Regions from separate parts of the Sus scrofa genome. Here all the other regions are linked to region 1. Evidence: chromatin contacts called from public promoter capture Hi-C data. All regions are on one chromosome and are shown on one strand. Each heading gives the region's core, a stretch centred on a gene start, on an enhancer-like site or on the middle of the called end of the contact. The rest is flanking DNA. Distances are from core to core; before and after follow the strand shown.

Evidence for each region. Promoter capture Hi-C pulls out the DNA fragments that hold promoters and counts their contacts.
Region 2: a promoter capture Hi-C map of fetal skeletal muscle shows a contact between it and region 1, with 4 times the contacts expected there. The contact joins the promoter of LOC110259229 here to the promoter of ORAOV1 in region 1. A contact is called at or near these places in 1 of 5 promoter capture datasets (fetal skeletal muscle) and 1 of 2 datasets of contacts at active chromatin or transcription factors (skeletal muscle).
Region 3: a promoter capture Hi-C map of liver shows a contact between it and region 1, with 6 times the contacts expected there. The contact joins the promoter of IGHMBP2 here to the promoter of ORAOV1 in region 1. A contact is called at or near these places in 3 of 5 promoter capture datasets (fetal skeletal muscle and liver) and 2 of 2 datasets of contacts at active chromatin or transcription factors (alveolar macrophages and skeletal muscle).

Annotation. Positions count from the first base shown.
Region 1 is chr2:3,605,972-3,608,915 of Sscrofa11.1, reverse strand. It overlaps ORAOV1 (oral cancer-overexpressed protein 1), which reads right to left and starts at 1,311. Exons shown (of 5, transcript XM_021082685.1): 1 at 1,135-1,311. The coding sequence starts at 1,184.
Region 2 is chr2:4,122,230-4,125,172 of Sscrofa11.1, reverse strand. It overlaps LOC110259229 (mas-related G-protein coupled receptor member F), which reads right to left and starts at 1,387. Exons shown (of 4, transcript XM_021082691.1): 1 at 1,195-1,387; 2 at 220-356. It overlaps LOC110259230 (a long non-coding RNA gene), which reads left to right and starts at 1,654. Exons shown (of 3, transcript XR_002341415.1): 1 at 1,654-1,852.
Region 3 is chr2:4,193,335-4,196,518 of Sscrofa11.1, reverse strand. IGHMBP2 (DNA-binding protein SMUBP-2) reads left to right here and starts at 1,820. Exons shown (of 19, transcript XM_021082692.1): 1 at 1,820-2,139. The coding sequence starts at 1,835.

The sequences.
Region 1 (2,944 bases), core at 62-2,561:
TTCCTCTGGCAAATCGCTGAACCTCCCGAAGCCCAGTTCACCTCTTCTATAAGGGGGGCTAAGCCAGAGAGCCCCAAATCTGGCATAACACCAGAGACACACAGGAAAATTCCAAAGATACAAATCCAGGAGCCTCCCCAGTCAGGGCAAGTCTGGAGTCAGGCCCAGGAAATCTACTTTTTGACATTTCTCAGCTGATGAGCCAGCAGCCAGGTCGCCAGCCTCCAGTTCTGTGAGTGGGTGAGCTAGAGTGCTGGGTCAAGGGCTTCAAAGCACTCTGCCACCTATCACAGGGCCTTCTGCCGCATCTCTGGAGACTGGCTGGGAGAAACGCCATCGGATCACCACGAGACGTACCATGACTGTGGGGCCTGTGGTATAATAAAGGCTGTGGCTTTGAGGGCTCAGCAGGGGAACGGACACCAGCAGAACATGCAGCCACCCCAGGGAAAGGAGCTTGTTGGAGTCCCCAGGGAGGAGCGTGTACAGCTCTCCCTTGCCGTTGTGTGGCTCTGGGAGTTGACCTTGCCTCCTGCCCTGAAAGACAGGATGACGGATAAGATCTACTTTACAAGCAGAATTAAAATAGATAAAGGGGTTCAATACTCTGCTCCCTGTCCCATTCACAGCAAGCTCCAGGGAAACGTCAGCGGACGACTGTCTGATGTTCCCTCTCTCTCCCAACTGACATCTACGGATGTCTCTGGCGGGCCGGGCGCTGGAAGACTGCACAAAGCAACCCCCGGCTCCCCCCGGCACGGCCCAAGGGGGAAAGGACGACGCCTGACACATTTATCAGCTTGTCTGTGAATGCTGCCGTATGTCCGACCCCTGAGCAACAAGCGAAAAGGGGCAGCGCCCAGATGGCAAAGCCCGTCCCACCCGCGGCCCCGGCGTCCCTGGAGGGAGGCACTCATTAGGCCGAGCAGATGCGTGGGGCAGCCCCGGGCCGGGGGAGGCGGGTCTGGAGGAGCAGCTGGGCGCTCCCCCGAAAAGCCGATGCGTAAAGGAAAATCAAGGGCACCTCGGGCTCCCGCTCCAGCCGCCTTCAGGACCACTTTGCGCTCCCCCAAGGCCCGAGCGGCCGCGAGCGGCCCGCCAAGCGCGGGAATCCCAGCCAGCCCCGCCACTCACCTCTCATCTGCCATCACGATGGCGTCGAACATGTCCTGAGTCCCGGCCATGGCGGCAGCCGGCCCGCCCTGCCCGTCGGCCCCGCCGCCCTGCGCTACGGCGCAGACCCGGGAAGCTCGGACTCGAGGCCCGGCTGCTGGCAGAGCGAAGCCCACTTCCGGGAACGCCGCGCGGGGCAGGCCGGGTAAGGACGGCGCGCGGGAGGGCTCAACACGCGCCGGCGCGGGGCCAGAGCGCGTGCGCGGCGGCGGCGGCGCAGGGCGGAGCTGAGTCGGGGTGCGGCCCCGCCCCGGGCCCCTTGGCACTGCTCCCAGCTCTCGCTGGGGGCTGCTCTGTCCCCGCCCGGAGCAGCTACCTGCCCGCGGGGACAAGACTCGTGATCTCATTGTAACAAAACCAAGTAGATGCAACCAAACTGCCAAAAACGGCTCGGAATGAACCAGGGAAGAAACGGGAAAAGTTATCAAAGAACCAGCGCCTCCCCAGGTTCCAACAAGGATGCTGTGCCCTTGGGTTTGTGGGGGAGAAGTTCCAGGAAGGGCAGTTCCCGGGATGCAGGCAGCACCCAGGGACGGGGGCCCGGTGCCCCCGCGCTCGCCGACCCCGACCCACAGCCCGGGGCCACCTTCCGGGACGCCGTCAGACTCCCGCCTAAAATGCCACCAAATCCACGTCCGCAGTAATCCAGGGACTGCGGGACCTTCGTCCAAGAAGCGCAGGGCTGACTCGACCCCCGGAGATCTGAAACAGCCGCTGTTGGCAGGGAAACAGCCTGGTGGCCTCGCTGGGAAGGGCATTAGTAAATATTGGCATCCGTTCTTGAAACTTTATAGAGTCTTTTGAAAAAATAAAAGTTTGTGTCTTGATTCTTGAGATTAGTTGTTGTTAAAGCAAAAGCATAATGATTCATAATTCATGAAGAGTCAGAACAGACTCAACGGAAGGGTTTGAGCGACCGGTGCGCTTGCTCAAGCAGCAAGCATACCCCCTTCTCATCCTTTCCATGACAAGATACTTTCTGAACGCGGTTTTTATTTTATTTTATTTTTTTGTCTTTTTGCCATTTCTTGGGCCGCTTCCGTGGCATATGAAGGTTCCCAGGCTAGGGGTCCATTCGGAGCTGTAGCCACCAGCCTACGCTACAGCCACAGCAACTCGGGGATCCCAGCGGCGTCTGCAACCTACACCACAGCTCACGGCAAGGCCGGATCCCTAACCCACTGAGCAAGGCCAGGGATCGAACCTGCAACCTCATGGTTCCTAGTCGGATTCTAACCACTGAGCCACGACGGGAACTCCCCTGAACACGGTTTTTAAAAGGTACTTCAAACTATCAATGACAGTGGAGCATAGATAGGAAATACCAAATGCATTCTGATTAAAATCAGAAGTAAAACAGGATGGCCTTCTTTTTATTTTCTTTTTCTCTTTTTAGGGCTGTTCCCACGGCATATGGAGGTTCCCAGGCTAAGGGTCAAATCAGAGCTGTAGCTGCCAGCCTTCGCCACAAGCCACAGCAACACCAGATCTGAGCCACGTCTGCGACCTACACCACAGCTCACGTCAATGCCAGATCCTTAAGTGAGGCCAGGGATCGAACCTGCATCCTCATGGATACTAGTCAGATTCGTTTTCTGCTGAGCCACGATGGGAACTTCCAGGATGGCTTTTATCACCTGCCATTGAACACATCAAGGAGGCCTAATACAATAAAATTAAGCAAGAAGTCTTATTATCAAAAAAAAAAAAAAAAAAAAGACAAGAAAGTACCGTTAAGCAAATCCCTTGCTTTATGTTATTGTAACAATAA
Region 2 (2,943 bases), core at 138-2,637, 520 kb before region 1:
CTGGAAGTGCTGCATACGGGAGGTCCTTCTCTGGTGGTGACACCACTGCTCTGGGGTCTCAGGGCTCCTGCTTGGGGCCATGTCATTTCTGGGGACCGCCAGACTCAAGGTGCTCACGTCTTTCTCCTTCCCCGCCCTGGCCTTGACCGTGCAGCCCTGGGTCCTGGCCTGCCACCCCCCCTTCCCCCCCGGGGGGCCCTGGGCGCTATGGTGCTCTACCTGCAACTGCTGGCCTGGTCCTCGGGGGCCTCTGCTTCGTGGGCGGATTTCCCCCTGATGCCCACCTCTGGTCGCTGACCACCAGGGCTCGGAGCCTCGGGAAACACGAACTCAGAGCAGAGAAGAGATCTGCCTGCCTGCGGGGGAGGTGGCTTTGGAAGTGTAACCCGCCCCAAACCCAATTCCAGGCCCGGCAGGGGAGGAGGCGGGGAGGGGGAGGAGGAGGAGGGGCTGAGCCGGGGTGAGGCTTTGGGAAGGAATGCCCCACTCGGGAGCCCCCCCAGAGCCCCACTGGGAACTCAGCTCTCTGCCTGGTGATGTCACCCTGGCCCGAGCACTGTGGCCCGAGTCCAGCTATGAATTTGCAGGTCCGCAGGGCTGCCTGGAGAGGGCGCCAGGCTGTCCACCTGCCCAGTGCCTTCCATCGGCCCCTGCTGGGCATTCTTTTGGGGCGGGGGCACAGGCCTGGGAGGGGCGTGTCCCCACCTGGTTGTTTAAATGTACTGAGGGGCTCTGGTAAGGAGAAGCCGGGAGGCCACAGGCTGAGGGCCCCAGGGCTGGGGTGGAGAGGCGGGGGGGGGGACAACTGGATGGACATGCCACCCAGGCGGCACCCCAGTACCCCTTCTACCCCAGGCCCCCTGCGGGCTTCTGGAGCCAGGAATTCCCTTTCCCCAACCCTAATAGCAATCAGATGGCGCAAGTGGAAAATCACAGCGCTGGGGAATTGGCGGGCCATGGTGCCTGGTGCGTGCGCTCAGCAAGAGGATGAGTCAGCCTCCCCCACCCCTGCAGGGACCTGGGGCACGGAGCCAAAGCCTGGGGCGGGGGGTGCAGGGGCCAGGGGATGGTGGGGAGAGGCTTTCCCCTGGGTGGGGGAGCAGGGAAGCCCTCCCTGCCCTGGACCAACTTTCTCATGGCCCGGGGAGCCCAAGGGAATTCTGAGCAGCGCTTTCCCTGCGGAACGCATGGTACCCGGATTGGAGGGGGTTCCTCGGTGAGCATCTTCAGGACCCAGAAATCAGCTGCCTCTGCACCTGCCCTGGAGCTGCAGGCCTCCTGCTGGCCTCCTGCACCTGGAGGAGCCCCATGTCCCCACATCCAATGCGGGTGGGGTTGTTCCGCTGCAGGGTGCAGCTGGGCTCCTGGGGCCTTCGTTTTTAGGGAGGGGAGGGGAGCTGGAGGATGCTGAAGCTCACGGCCACGCCCAAGGCTGAGAGAGGCTGGCTGCAGGCAGCGGTGTGACCCTCCCTCCCCTTCTTCCAGGCCGGCCAGCTGGGGCCCAGCTGGGCTGCTTGTTTACGTGGGGAGGCCAGGGGGGAGAGGGGGAGGCCAATCCGGGCAAGTTCCAAGTGTAATTGCGTTTGGACTCTTAAAAGGAATTGTGTGAAGTGGGCAGCGGACTCTGAAGTCCACCGCCTTATTTGGTATGGAAATCGGTTTCTTTCAAAACTAACTTGAGGTGCTTGTAAACGGGAGAGCCATCCTTTGCCTGGGTTTGCTGTGTCCCATGGCCACCCAGGGTCCTCCCGCCTGGAGGCTGGGTCCTGCGGGGACGGGGAGAGAGCCCCACTGGCCACACTGGGGCTGCCTCTCACCGTGGCTGACTCCGCCTGGATCCCTCATCTGTCAGGTGGGCAAATAATGACTTGCGGAGCTGCAGTGAGTAAGGATCTGGTCCCCGGGGGGGAAGGTTCTTGGTGACCCTAGAATCGTTGTCATTCATTCCCTCCCTCCCTCAGCGAGGCTTAGGGCGACTTGGAGGTGGCCGGCCCCGTGGAGACCGAGACACCATCCTGGCACTTCCGACCCTCCTGTTCCATCCTTATGTTCTTTTTTTTTTTTTTTTTTTTTCTTGTCTTTTTAGGGCTGCACCCGCCGCATATGGAAGTTCCCAGGCTAGAGGTCCAATCGGAGCTGTAGCTGCCGACTTACAGCACAGCCACAGCCACAGCCACGCAGGATCCAAGCTGCATCTGCGACCTACACCATAGCTCATAGCAATGCTGGATCCTTAACCCACGGAGTGAGGCCAGGGATCAAACCTGCGTCCTCACGGATCCTAGTCATATTTGTTTCCACGGAGCCATGACGGGAACTCCTGTCCTTATGTTCTTCTGAGCAGCCACCACCCAGCCATCAGGTGCCCTCCTGCTCCCCTCCCAGTAGAAAGTAGGGACATTTATTTTCAGTGGTCCACTGCCTTGAGCCTCATAAGCGGAATCTGTGGTTTCCCATCCTGTCCCATGCCCCTGACAAAGGTGCAGGCCAGGGAGTTCCCGTTGTGCCTCAGAGGGTTAAGCACCCAACTAGGCTCCATGAGGATGCAGGTTTGATCCCTGGCCCCGCTCAGTGGGTTAAGGATCTGGCATTGCCGTGAGCTCTGGTGTATATCACAGACATGGCTTGGATTTGGTGTCACTGTGGCTGTGGTGTAGGCTGGCAGCTGCAGCTCTGATTTGACCCCTGGCTGGGAACGTCCATATGCCACAGGTTCAGCCATAAAAAGAAAAAAAAAAAAAAAAAGGTGCGGGCCAGGACCCTCCTCTGCTGGGCCCTCCTGTGGTCCCTTGCTGCCCGGCAGCTCCCTGGATGGTGGGTCGGAGCCTCCCAGGGAGGCCTGTTCACACTGCAGAGCACCTGCTGGGGGCTGGGTACTGTGCTCCCTGAGAGTGAGCAGGCAGACAAGGAGAGCTCTTGGCCCTAAGGGAGCCCACATCAGGC
Region 3 (3,184 bases), core at 571-3,070, 590 kb before region 1:
AACGAGGCCAGGGATCGAACCTGCCTCCTCATGGATACTAGTTGGGTTTGTCTCCACTGAGCCAGAATCCAACATTCACCTTTCAAAGCTGGCTCATCAGCAGCTGTTCCCAACTCCTGGCCCCTGGGGCTGCTTTCTCCTCCTGCCCTAACCTGGCGTGTCTGCCTGCGGTTTAGGCCTCGGACCTCACCTCTTCTCATGGCCATTCCTCTGGTGACTGCATCTAGTCAATTACCGCCGATATGCTGGTGACTCTCAAGTCATACCTGCTGCCCGGACTTGGAGGGACAAGTGCCACGTCCAGTTGGTGCCACAAAACGTAACAAAGGCTCCTGATCCCACCCCCATGCCCACACGCTCCCCACCTCACATAATGGCCACGCATCCTTCTGGTTGCTCAGGCCCCAAATCTCAGGCACTTATGGCCCTTCTCTCTCACACCCTTCAGCCAACCCATCAGCAAATGCTTGCCTCTCCTCAACAGATCCAAGCCACCACCACCTCTCACCTGGACCGTGACTAACACCCTTCTCCACACAGGAGCTAGAGCAATCCTGTTACGGCTGAGGCCAGATCGTGCCACTATTCAGCGAAACTCTCCAAGAGCGTCCTGTTTCATTCAGAGAAAAAGCCAAAGTCCTTGCGGTGACTGTGGGGCGGGGGCAGTGCGATCCCCTCTGTCTCTCTCAGCCCCTCTGGTTCACACCACACCTGCCGCTCTGGCTCCTCCCGGAACATGCGAGGCACAAGGGGCTCTGCCTTGACTGCTCTTCCCCTGGACGCCCCCACCCTGGGTATCCCCCAGACTAATTCCCTATTTCTTTTGGGTCTCCATTCAAACACCATCTCAGTAGAGAGGACTTCCCCAATCATCCTATTTAAAATTGAATCTTGGAGTTCCCATCGTGACTCAGTGGAAACGAATCCGACTAGGAACCATGAGGTTGCGGTTCCACCCCTGGCCTCACTCAGAGGGTTAAGGATCCGGTGTTGCCATGAGCTGCGGTGTAGGTCGCAGATACTGCTTGGATCAGAGGTTGCTGTGGCTGTGGTGTAGGCCGGCAGCTGCAGCTCGGATTCAACCCCTAGCCTGGGAACCTCCATGTGCCGCAGGTACGGCCCTAAAAAGAACAAAATAAAACAAGACAAAGACATAACAACAACATCCTATCACATCTAAAAATGGGAACAATTATTTATCAAATAGACACATAGATCCGATAAAAAATATACCTAATCACTCCCTTACATAAATAGACACTCCAACCATTTCCGCAGTGGCTGCGGCAGAGGTCTATAGCGTTTCTCATGAACATTATCTTTTTGAGCTTCATGACAACCCACCGCCTAAAACTCAGCTGTTGCTTGTGCTGAATTGGTTACCATTAGGCAAGAGCTTGTATCGCCTTTTTCCAGATGAGGACAGAGGTTCAGAGTGGTTCACAGCCTGGGGGTAATGGTTACAGCACAGGCTTCGGACCCGGACCGAGCTTTCTGGTTCCGGCCTGCCACCCCCTTGCTGTGTGACCCTGGGTAAGTTACCTGACCACTCTGAGCTCAATTTGCTCCCCTCAACAAAACAGAGCCTGTATGGAAATGGGACAGTTATCGTCAGTATTTAAGCTACTAACTAAAGGAACCAGGATCTGAACCCAGATGTCCCCGACTCCAAAGCCCGCCTATGGTCACTGCATCAAAAAAAGCAATCAACACAGAAGCATCGGGTCGGACACAGACACACGTGAGGAGGGACGGCGGGGCGCCGGGCTCGTCCCGCCTCTTCCCGCCACCTCCCGCCATCCTGTAACCCTAGTCTCACCTGTCCCGGGCCTGGATGTCCTCAGAACGCTGCGGCTGTAAGCAGACACCAGCCGTCCGAAGGTGCCCTGCAGGACGGAGGCCGCCACGGCCGCCGCCATCTTTCTGCAGCCTCGGCCGAGAGCGGAAGCGGAAGCGGCTCGAACCTGGTGCGTCGACGCACCGGGCCCGACCGGAAGCACCGCCCCGCGCAACAGCTGTACCTCGTCGGCTTCGGCCCGGGCCGGGCGGCGCCATGGCCTCGGCGGCGGTGGAGAGCTTCGTGATCAAGCAGTTGGACCTGCTGGAGCTCGAGAGGAGCGCGGAGGTCGAGGAGCGCAGGTACAGCCGCGGCCTGGGCTTCTCGGAGTCGGTCCGTAGGTTCCCCCATCCCCGCCTCGCTCCGACCCCGGGCTGAGCCTCCGGAGGCTCGGCCTGGCCGGGATTTGCTCTCTGGATCCCTGGAACCCCGACCGCGGCTGCGAAGGGGCTCGGCCGCCTCCGGGGTGGAGGCCTCTTCACCTCCCGGGGCAGCCCGTTCCGTCTGGGGGACCCTTAGGAAGCGTTTGTTCTCCACCTGACACCCTCACTGAACTTTGCCTCGGAGGCCCGGCCTCTCTCCCCACTTTCTTCCCCAGCGTGTTCTCAGCCCTCGTCCTTAATTGTCTTCTCTGTAAACGCTGGCGCCTGTTCTGTGCCAGGCCCAGAGCGAGATGGAGACGTTGGTATGGTCACCTGGAGCCGGGGGATGAGCGGAAGGCGCAGATGGGAGCGTAAACAGTTCCCTTCCAGCGTGACGCATGCTGGCGCTGTGCGTGCAGGGGACGGGCGCATCGAGAGCGGGAGGAAGAACAGCTGCCCCTGGGGAGCTTTAGTTCGGGGTCGGCTTCCTGGAGGAGGTGGTCTCTGAGCATGGCCTGCAGAAAAATAGGGGTTACAGTGGAAGCAGGGGAGGAGATTCCTGCAAGAGATGTGGGGAGAGCCGGCAGCCCTGCAGGCCAGGGAGGGAGCTGTGAGAGAGCTGGGCTTGTTTCTGTAGGACTGGAACTTTACCGAGGGCTGTGAAAGCACCGGACGGACTTGAAACCTCATGTCAACTCCGCGCGGTAGATTCCCGTGATTCCCGTTTTTTGTCGAAGGAGACTGAGACAGAGGGGTTGAGTCATTTGCCCAGGGGAACACAGGAAGAGACAGGATTTGAGGTTCAGGCAGGCTGATTCCAGATTTCGAACTCAACCCTTGCACCGCACGAGTGGACAGGGTTCCTTTTAGAGCTTTTTGGTCTTGAGGGTGAGGAGTGTTTGCAGTCCTGTCGGCCTCAGAAGGATCTCGGCTCCATCGGTTTGGGCTGAGTGACTTTGCAGCTTTCGGTGTCTCATGCACAAAA